Linked DNA regions of Zea mays: region 2 is linked to region 1. Evidence: chromatin contacts called from public Hi-C data. All regions are on one chromosome and are shown on one strand. Each heading gives the region's core, a stretch centred on a gene start, on an enhancer-like site or on the middle of the called end of the contact. The rest is flanking DNA. Distances are from core to core; before and after follow the strand shown.

Region 1 (5,076 bases), core at 807-3,306:
CTAGCTAGTTAAAAATGGCTATATTCCCACCCCCAAATAATTTTTCCTGGCTTCATCCCCTTAATGAGTATCTAAATATTCTGAAAGTTCATCTACTGAATATGCACACAATCCAAGGGATAGTTATCTTCCGATTTTGAGTCAAAATATATAATACTAGACAAGATTGTGCAAAATAAAAGAAGCCAGTCAAATGTGCAACAGAATTTTTTATATACAAAAAAAATGAAACATTGGATGAGCTCCATATCTATAATTCTACAGAGAAAAGCAAAAGGTTGGATATTCGAGAAAGATAAATAATGCGGATGTTCTTGATGGAGCATCAAATTAGAAAACTCCTTACAATTAATGGCTCACACATTTTTATAACAGATGAACATATCATCTTTTGTGCAGTTTTATACGAAAAATGGCTAGATGGATAAATTATTTCCATTCTATGCAAATGACCGTTTCCCAAAATGGTATCAACAGTTCTAACTTTAATACATACGACATACCCCCTCCAGTCAAAAAATACTTAGTCACATTTGAGTAATGGTCTTTGATGTGTGTACCTTTGGCCTAATTACTTCTAGGTTTTTTATACGAATTGTATGTTTCCGAACTCAATAATTTGAAAGCTATTTATGTTTGTGTTTATATTAAGGTTTGACCAAATCTTGTCTTAAATGACATGTTCTTGTGACAGAAGGGTGTAGGTTAAAAAAACATACGTAATTCATAGCACCAAAAGAAGGTATAGCATAGCAGACAAACAACACCCGAATACAATGCACAAGGCCATTACATAACGAGCAGAACTCGATCAAGTGCTTTGGATAAAAGAATAAAGCCCTTATAACAGTTTCTCATGTAGGTACCAGTAACCACAAAGTTAAAAGTGTCATTTCACATAAACATAAAAAACTGTCAATTTAAGAGAAAACTTACAGAAGTTGCAAGGTGGCATGGAAAATCATACTCCCAATAGCAAGTATCATATTGGATATGTGCAGGACACTAAATCGTTTCTCAAAACCTTGGCAGAAAGCATTCACTAATCCAATAAGTGCCAAAAGAACGCATGGGACATTAGAGATGGTATTGTAGAATTCTGCGATATATGACGAGTGTGCATAATTCTCCTCGCACAACTCAGTCGTTGATGTCACAGGCCCCCAGAAGCTTGCTACCATTGAATCTGCCATTCTTAGCTCTTGATTTGCTACCCTAGCAACAGCTTATGTCACCAGAGTTAAAGGTCAATTTGGCTGGTGCTAAATCATGAGTGCGCCAAAGAAATAACCTGCAAGGATGATATGCAAATTTGTCATACTTCAGTTTAATCGTGCTAATCCAGCATACTATTAGTAGAGTTCCCTGTGATAATCAAAGAAATAGAAAGATAATTCAGAGCCAGGTCTTCTGGCAACACACCAAATTAAATACTGTCGCTGAAAGTGTCCCTTCAAAATAGGCAATCTAAAGTCAAACACTATCATAGAACACCTAAACAATTTCCTTAGCAAGAGATAGACAATCATACCTACCAATACTCAATAATTGACATGTGTAGAAGTAAACTCAGAGAAACACCTGCAAATATTCAATACTCATGTGCAAAACTAAACTCAGAGACAACTTTCATCGACACTCTAACATCGAATCTACCACATCACACAGGTCATATGAGAACTTCGAACCCTAATCTAGAGTATACCTCGATCCCAACCACATCCAAACCAAATTCCCCCGGCACACGCTCCACAACAAATATGGGATAACCGCAGCAGGCAGCGCAAGGGTGTGCACGGGTAAAGGACATGGGTGTACTACAATTGAAATTGTTTGTAGACAAACGAAAAATATTTTTGCAAAAAAACAAACGAAAAATAGTTTGTAGACACAATACATGTATACCACAAATTGAAATTGGATCAGATCCAGATACAAATAGCTGGTTTTTGGATGATCCGTTTCGCACAGCGTGAACGGAAGAAAAGGAGTGGGTGCTCCGGTGGCGAACGTCCCGAAGATGGAGATCACACCTTCCGTAAGCCGGCGGCAGCGGCCGCCCACTCGTCGGCAGGGGAACGGAGACCGTGAGAGGTATGCTGTGGGGCGGAATCAGATCTCTAACTTCCACCTCGATGACGCAACAGAGCAGTCAGCTAATCTACCCCATCCGCTGTTGATCCAACGATAGCTATGTCAAAGTGACGTGGGCTGCACAAAGTTTAAGGCCCATCACAGCCACAGGTCCTGCCGAGAGGCGAGAGCTTCCAGCTTCCCATGCCATTAGAAAGAGAATTTTGCAAACATGACACTGTCTACGGCGGGCTTCAAACTTTTGGCACCGCCGTCGTGGCAATTGAACGGGTGGCACTGAAATCTCCCTCCAATTGTAAATTTGGCATCGCGCGCGCTTAATGGTGTTTAGCCCTTGTGCAGTGCCCGTGCTACCCTCGCGCCGTTAGAAACTTGTCGCCGTCCGTTCTTCTACCGTCGCCCGTGAGTCTCTCGTATTCCATTCTCCCTGTCTCCTCTCCTCCTTATTCTCGCCCTGGCCGTCGTCTTCCTCGAGCTGCTCTGTTCGTCTCCGCGCACTGGGTGCATTCGAGCCATGTCCTCGTCCGGATCTCGCCCTTACCTGCCTCGCCGGTTCCTGCGCCCGTGCTCCATTGCCGACCTCCGACGCTGGTGAGCTTTCCTTGTTCTGTAACCCTAGGGTTTGCAGATTAGAAAGCCGGCATGGATTCTGCCGCCGAGCATTGTGCCCAGAAGTTGTCCTTGGCGGCTGTTGCAGCCCGTGACACACTGAAAGCTTCTGCTGCCGCGAGTATTGTTGCTGGTGATTATTGCGCCACATTTTCGTTAGGTAACGATGTGGTTTCTACTCTGGATGTTCTTGAATCCGCTGTAGCTGCGGAAAATAGTGCTTTGCGATCTTACAAACAGGCGACTGCAGCCGTCGATTGTGCTAAGGAGACAGTGGCCAAATATTCTGAGGTTTGTATTCTTAAACTTATGCCCTGTGATTGAAATGTGAAGTGAGGAAATGTGAAGTGAGGAAATGTGAAGTGAGGAAATTTGAAGTGAGGAAATGCTTAGCCCTGTGATGAAATCTTTGAAAATAGTCAACTGAATACTACACTTGTTGTTTTGATGCGATGAAATTTGTGAGGGCTATGGCTATTTGAGCCTGTTTGTTGCTGTTTCATTGAATAATTTGACCAGGGGCTTGTGCGTTGAGATTAACAGTTTGCTTAGCCCTGTGATGTTTTATTTGAAAACAGTGAACTGTATACTACACTTGTTCTTTTTATGTTAAGAAAATACTGAGGGCTATGGCTGTTTCAGCCTGTTTCATGCTGTTTAATTGAAGAAATTTACCTGATGCTTGTGTTAATGGAAGATGATCTACTTGATTAGCCCTGTGAGGTTTTCTTTGAAATTAGTAAACTGTATACTACACACTTGTTCTTTTTATTCTAAAAAATGACTGAGGGCTATGGCTGTGCCATGTTTGCAAAATTCTCCAGTTCAGTATTATTGATATGGCTGTTTTCAGCCTGTTTGCTGGTTTCCAAAGATGACCCTGAACCCTCAGCTCACTTTGGCAGTCTGACTGTTGTGGATGTTTTCAGCCTGTTTTTGCAGTTGAGTTCAAATTAGTAGTTGCCCTATGATGTTTACAACTGCCTAGTACATATGATGATTTTTAAAAAAAACTGAGGGCATATGCATGTGTCAGCCAGTTTGGTTCATTTCATGGTATGTGGTTCATTTCATGGTATGTGGTTCATTGTTCAGTTGTAGCACCAATGGCTGTCCATATTCTAATGTTAATTTTGTTTTCAGGTGAACCAAAAACTTGCGCAAGCACTCAGATATGCCATGTCTCAAATGAGTGATACGGCTAAGAAACTTCAAGAAACTGCCTCTTTGTGCTACACAGATGAAGATGTTGTAGACGGTTTCAAGCTGACTCAAGTAGCTCGTTCAATGGACGAGATAGCTGAAATGCTTGAAGTAACTGCAATTGACTGCCAGGTCTCGATGATGGATCCAACAAGTATGTTAGAAGCTGGCTATGCTAGTGAAGATACTGCGGTGTGGGAGGACGTATTCCGTGACCGAGAAATAATGAATCAACCATTAGAAGTCGAGACACTTGCTGAGCACTGTGCTAAGTGGGGGCTTAATTACAATGAGATCTGGGATAGATCAGTGTAACTTTGGCTTGTGTAGTTCTTTTGTAATGAGTTCACTAAGATGAACTAGATCAGTGTAGCAATGGCTATGGTATTGTAATGCGTGATTTCCAAATTGTAAGACATCTTGAACTACTTGTGGGTACTTATCTTCTATGAAATGAAATGAAGTACCTGTTATCTTCTATGAAATGAAATGACTAGTTCTGTTCTATTGTTTGATCTACTTTGAAGCAAGAGTGGTCATGTTAAACCATTATCTGTGACAGAAAAGCAAGCACTGGTGCTTGCAAGCATTGGTCCATGAGTGCTTGCTGCGCAGCTACTTGCCCATTTTCTGTTAACAGAACAACAAGCATTTTTTGTTGCTTGCTCCATGAGTGCAGTAATGAGTTCAAATACTAGCTGCTATTCTGTCTATTTGAACTCATTTTCTGTTGCTTGCTCCATTTGTAGCAGTATCAACAAAAGGCTGGAAACCCATGCGTGCTTGGTGCTTGCTGGTTGCCCAGAAAATGGGTTGCTGTTTGCCCAGGAAGTTGCCGAAAAGAATAGCAGCTAGTGTTTGCCCAGGAAGTTGCCGAAAAGAATAGCAGCTAGTATTTGCCGAAAAGCGAGGAATTTGCTGCTACCTCCATTTCTGCTTGCTGCTTGCCCAGGAATTTGCCCAGAAAACATTTGCTCACACAGTAATGAGTTCAAATAGACAGAAATACACAGAAATACACAGAAAAAAGAGGAAATGTTACTTAGGTGTGGTACATAGGTTCTGGGTCATACAAATGACACAGAAATACCGTAGGTTCAGGGTCATACAAATGTCACATAGGTAAGTTACAGAAATACCACTGTCTCATACTCAAACATTCTTTTTCCT
Region 2 (5,346 bases), core at 1,881-4,380, 290 kb after region 1:
CACCAGGCCACACGGCACCACCGACAACCTGTCCTCCGGCCGGACACGCTGCTGCGCGGGGCCCGCCGCGGCCCCATGCCTCGGCGCCGCCCCAACTGCACGCAACTCCAGCCGCGCATAAACTCGGCCGCCCCCGCACGCGTCGCCACCCTTCATCCATTCCATCATCTTCGCTTCCACTCCCCACGTTCCCTACTTGCTCCAAGCCCCGGCCAGATCTGCTCGCCCGCGGGGAAGAGGGCCTCCTCTCCTCCTCCTCCCTTTGCTCGCGCTCTGGTCGAGGAGGCGGAGGCCGGTGCCGGCAGGCGGGGAGGTAGGTAGCAGCTTGTGGTTGCGGGAGGGAAGCTGTGCGCTAGGCTGCCATGGCGGTGGAGAAGACGCTGCCCGGCGCGAGTGCGGGGAGGACCGTGCTGGTCACGGGCGGGGCGGGCTACATCGGTAGCCACGCCGTGCTGCAGCTCCTCCTCGCAGGCTTCCGCGTCGTCGTTGTCGACAACCTCAACAACTCCTCCGAGCTGGCCGTCCGCCGCGTCGCCGTGCTCGCGGGGGACCACTCCCGCAACCTCTCTTTCCACAAGGTGACGAGGCCGCCGCGGTGGGGGCAAGGGGGACATTACAGGGAGGGCACGTCGCGATGCGAGATTGCCGAGGGGGAGCGATGCGAGATTGCCGCGCGGGAGAGGGCGAGGGCGGGATGTCGAGTGGAGGCATGTTGAAGCCCTGGTGGACGCCCTCTCTAAGAACATATAGAGTAGTAGAGATAATGCCATGCAAATTATCATGCGAAACAGCCAAGTTAGTTTGATCATGAGTTGTTGCCTTGTGCTTCTTTAGGATAATTGGATAAATCATACCCATCAAGTTTGGGTGCTATCATTGGTCCCCAATTCTCTTGAATTCTGTTGAGATCTTTTCATTTCATCCCCTCCCCTCATCACGATTTTAGTGACATTCAATAATGTGGCCAGTTCAGGTAAAATATGAGGTGCCCTGTTCATTTACATCTGACTTTTCTCGGCTGCTCAATGGCTGAAATGTTTCATCAACATCTTAGTTCACTGCTAGAACTTATGTAATGCTAGATCACTACCTTTGGGGTTATGGACGTGATAATGTTCTAATAGTGTCAAACAGTGTTGATCCCTTTTCAAAGTAAAAAGTAACAAACAGCAGGCTGACATAGCTTTTAGTAGAAGTCTGACAGTTGGTTTTATTTCTGTTTCTAACCAGTTGTATATAATTTTCATTGCAGTACAACAAATATAGTTTTTTATGTAACTTTCCTATTTCTCAGTCGCACTATTGATTCAATATGATTTCCAAAACGGGCCGGGCTCCCGTGGCCATCTCTTACCCCTTCACACCGACCCGCGCCTATAGGTGGCCAAACAGGCCGGGCTATATGGGCTAGTACGAAACACGACTATTTTGGCACGACACGAACACGACACGACACAATATTATCGTGCCCGGGCCGGCACGAGGCCCATCATGGACTGTGCTTGGGCTTAGAGGCAAGCCCATTGGGCAGCACGAGCACAACACGATTAGCGACGACCCATTTAGCCTGTTGATTGGCCCGTTCGGCCCAGAAAGCCCAGCACGACCCGACCCGGTCCATTTACGGCCCGACTACCACTACCAGGCAGCCCAATATAATTAACTCGGCAAGTCGGCAGCGTGGAGCGCGCCAGCGCCCAAACGGCCCAGTCTTCCGCAGTCCGACCGTACGCAGGCCGCAGCAGTGCACAGAGCTAACCGCCTAACCCTAAATCCCTAACACATATTAACCGGCGGCCGGCACACAGCACTCCGCAGACCGCAGCGCAGTACGCACGACCGCAGCTCGCAGCGCAGTTGGCCGAAAACCTAACCCTAAGCCGCCAGCCGCCACTTCGCCAGCCGCCGGCTTCCCTCGCTACCTGCCCACCTCGCCAGCCGCCCGCTTCCCTCGCCACCTCGCCAGCCGCCCACTTCGCCAGCCAACAGCCGCCGCGCCCACTCGCCAGGCTCCAGTGCTCCACGCCCACGCGGCCATGCGGCGCAGCAATGCCCACGCCCCATCGGCCCACCGCAGTACCGCACGCGTGCGGCGTGCCGTCCAACGGCCACCGCAGTCCGCCAAGGCGCCAAGCGCCAGCCGCCCATAAGCCCTCTAATGGAGACTCGTGAGGAGGTGCTCGGATCTCTTCCACCGTGCCAAGCATCGAGTGCTCAGCAGAGGGAGCGGGTTCGGCGCTCGCTCGTCTCTCCCGCGGCACTACGTCCTGTTCCTGCTCCCGCCTCCTTTACTGCAGCAACGCCGCCATCGACTAATTCCCCTTCATATGGCACTATGGCTGATTGAATGCTTATGTTTATTGTGTACTTGTATGGCACTATGGTTGATTGTATGCTTATGTTTATTGTATGCTTATGTTTCTTTATAAAGCACTATGCCTGATGATTGTATACTTGTATTTGTATGGCACTATGGCTGTGTTGAGAACAAATTAGTGTATTGTATGGTTGTATATTGTATTCTTGATTGTCGAACCTGTGTATTACATACATATTTGCTATTTGCATGGATGTTTGAGATGTGGGTATAGGGCCAGCACGACACGAAAGCCCAGCACGACACTATGGCCCGACACAGCCCGATTAAAGCCAATAGTGCCGGGCTTGGGCTGCGGCGTAGGCCTAAGTGACGGCACGGCACGGTCCGACAATTAATAGTGCCGTGACTCGGCCCATCTAATTTGGCTTGGCCCATGACGGGTTCGGGCCGTGCTGGCCCGGCACAGCCCATTGGCCACGTATACCTGCGCCTCCGTCCTTTCCCTCTCTTACCCCCGGACCCGCGCCCGCGCCAAGCAAGAGGAAATTTGCTATTTTGTCACTCTCAGTTGTGAACTTCTCTATTTTAGACTCAGGCCTACAAATCATAGACACAGATGGTCCCACAAGTCATAAACAGAGGGTCACATAATAACATTTAGCCCACGTTAAAAATACTAAAATAGCAAATTTTTCCCAAGCCAGCGCCACGGCATGCCGCTGGCTCCTCTGTCGCTGGACCCCCCTCCCTTCCGTCTCATCCGCCTCCGCCCGCCGGCATATAAACCAAAACCCTAAAACCCATCTCCTCCTCTCTTTTCCCCTCCCTTTTCCAGCACGGGGAGCGACCTGCGCCGCCGCCACGATGCCGAAGCACTACCGCCCTGCGGTAATCGTCTCATCTCCCTGGTTCTCCCTGCCTCTCAAAGGACCTTTCCTTTGTGTTGTGCCGTGGTCTCTGACGTGCTGTTCTTACTATGTCTTAGGGTAAGAAGAAGGAAGGGAATGCGGCAAAGTACATCACGAGGACCAAGGCGGTCAACTACCTGCAAGTTAGCCTCGCAATCTTTAGGTTCGTCACTATCTCCCGATTAATACTCTATATTGCCGGCGAGCCGTCATCTAGACGGCGTACTATGTTGAATAAGCTCGTGGGATGCTGATGCTTAACCATATATGCTGTAATTGGGAAATTTAGTCATTTTTGCAGTTACTTTGTCCATTGAGCTTAATTACTACTATTTGTTATGCCCTTCATGTAGCCACTGTCTTAGTACGTGGCTGGTGTGCCACATATATTACTTAAGATGGTACTCCCTCCGTTCTGTTTTATTTGTCGTGTTTTAGTTCAAAAATGAACTAGCCGGCGACAAATATTCAAGAACGGAGGTAGTAGTTTGAATCCTTGAACTCATTTTTTGTTGACATTTTCCTATTTATCGCAGGAAGCTATGCATTCTAAAGGGTGTCTTTCCACGTCAGCCAAAGAAGAAGGTGGAAGGGAACCACAAGACCTACTACCACACAAAGGATATTGCATTCCTCGCTCATGACCCTTTGATCGAGAAGTTCAGGTAACTTTTCATACCAAATATTTGTGCCACTATAGCGATCACTACAACCGCTATTTAGTACCTTGTTTTTTTAACAATAGGCTGAACTTAACCAACTTTGACTAAACGATTATTCGTTTTTTACCAAAAAAAACTAGAAAAATGATAAACAATATTCACTTGCAACTAAAGAAAGATGAGTCAAGATGTAACGGTCATTTTTTTCTAGGATGGTAACAGCATTTTTAATGAACTAATCTTTTAAAGGGCTGAACAGCTGATCTGAACATCCACTTATTCATGCTAGTTAACCTGAACCTTAATTTGTTTGGTTTTATGAATCAAGAGCACCTTATTTTGTGTATTAGTCTATCTCCCTTTTCAGCCATGTCGGGTGAAAATTTATATTTTCAATTGAAAGAATGAAACAAACATAGCGTGGGCAACAAAGGCCATTAGCTGTGCATCGTGTACGCTTGCCCATAATGCTACAATTTTGGAATTTTTGTAATGTCCTATAATTTTTTAAAAAACTATTCTGGATGATGACTTTGGAAATGCTGATTTTAGATTAAACTTCTGTATGATGAAGTGTATAACATATGTAATTTCACTAGCGTAACGATTACATCATATCAAAATCCACAAAAGAAGCTTTAGAAGCACGCTGTTTGTTTCAGCTTCTGCTTCTTACTGGCCCTAAGAGTGGTAGCCTCTTGCCATCTTCGTTCCTTGTTTTTGGTGATAAATATCTTACTGCCTTTTCGTTAGATGAACTACTGGTGTCTTAGTTACTCGGCTGTTTATGATATAAATCTTGGTATAGGTGCTCTATGTGATTAGCAGTGTTGCAAAACTTTATAATTTTACTACTGCTGCCATACTGTATTTTGTTTTCTCTAGGAGCGATTAGAGTATATGAACAAGATCATGCTAAGGACCAGCCAAAATCTAGAAGCTGAAACAAAACAGCCTAGCTCTAAAGCTGGCATTTGAAAAGCTGGCTTCGGAGAAAATGAACTAAAAGCTGAAAAGCATGCTTTGAGGAGTTTTTCTAGTTTTTGGTGTGCTGAGAAGCTAAAAAATTATAACAAAAGTTAATAGCAAAAAGACAACAGACAGAAGCCTTAATGGTATTCGTATTTTATTTGTTTTCAGGGAGATTAAGGTCCATCGAAGGAAGGTTAAAAAGGCTGTTGCTAAGAAAAACAGGGATCTTGCAGACAGGCTGTTGAATCGGCCACCAACTTACAAGCTTGATAGGCTTGTCCTTGAAAGGTATCAAGTATACATGAGTTCATCAAATACTCTCTCTATGTCGCATTAACTGTTCTTTTTTTATCAAACAGGTATCCAACATTCGTTGATGCTCTTCGTGACTTGGATGACTGCCTTACAATGGTGCATCTGTTTGCGGCATTACCTGCTGTTGACGGTGAACGTGTTGAGGTCAAACGAATCCATAACTGCCGCA

Evidence for each region. A called contact is a pair of places that touch in the nucleus more often than the background predicts.
Region 2: a Hi-C map of tassel shows a contact between it and region 1, with 2.2 times the contacts expected there. The contact joins the promoter of LOC100280505 here to the promoter of LOC100273412 in region 1. A contact is called at or near these places in 3 of 25 Hi-C or Micro-C datasets (ear, tassel and an unstated tissue).

Annotation. Positions count from the first base shown.
Region 1 is chr1:270,363,028-270,368,103 of Zm-B73-REFERENCE-NAM-5.0, forward strand. It overlaps LOC100273412 (Alkaline phytoceramidase (aPHC)), which reads right to left and starts at 2,057. Exons shown (of 2, transcript NM_001147849.1): 1 at 937-2,057. The coding sequence starts at 1,193.
Region 2 is chr1:270,655,583-270,660,928 of Zm-B73-REFERENCE-NAM-5.0, forward strand. LOC100280505 reads left to right here and starts at 3,131. Exons shown (of 14, transcript NM_001153425.2): 1 at 3,131-3,208; 2 at 3,306-3,391; 3 at 3,765-3,893; 4 at 5,031-5,150; 5 at 5,222-5,346. The coding sequence starts at 3,185.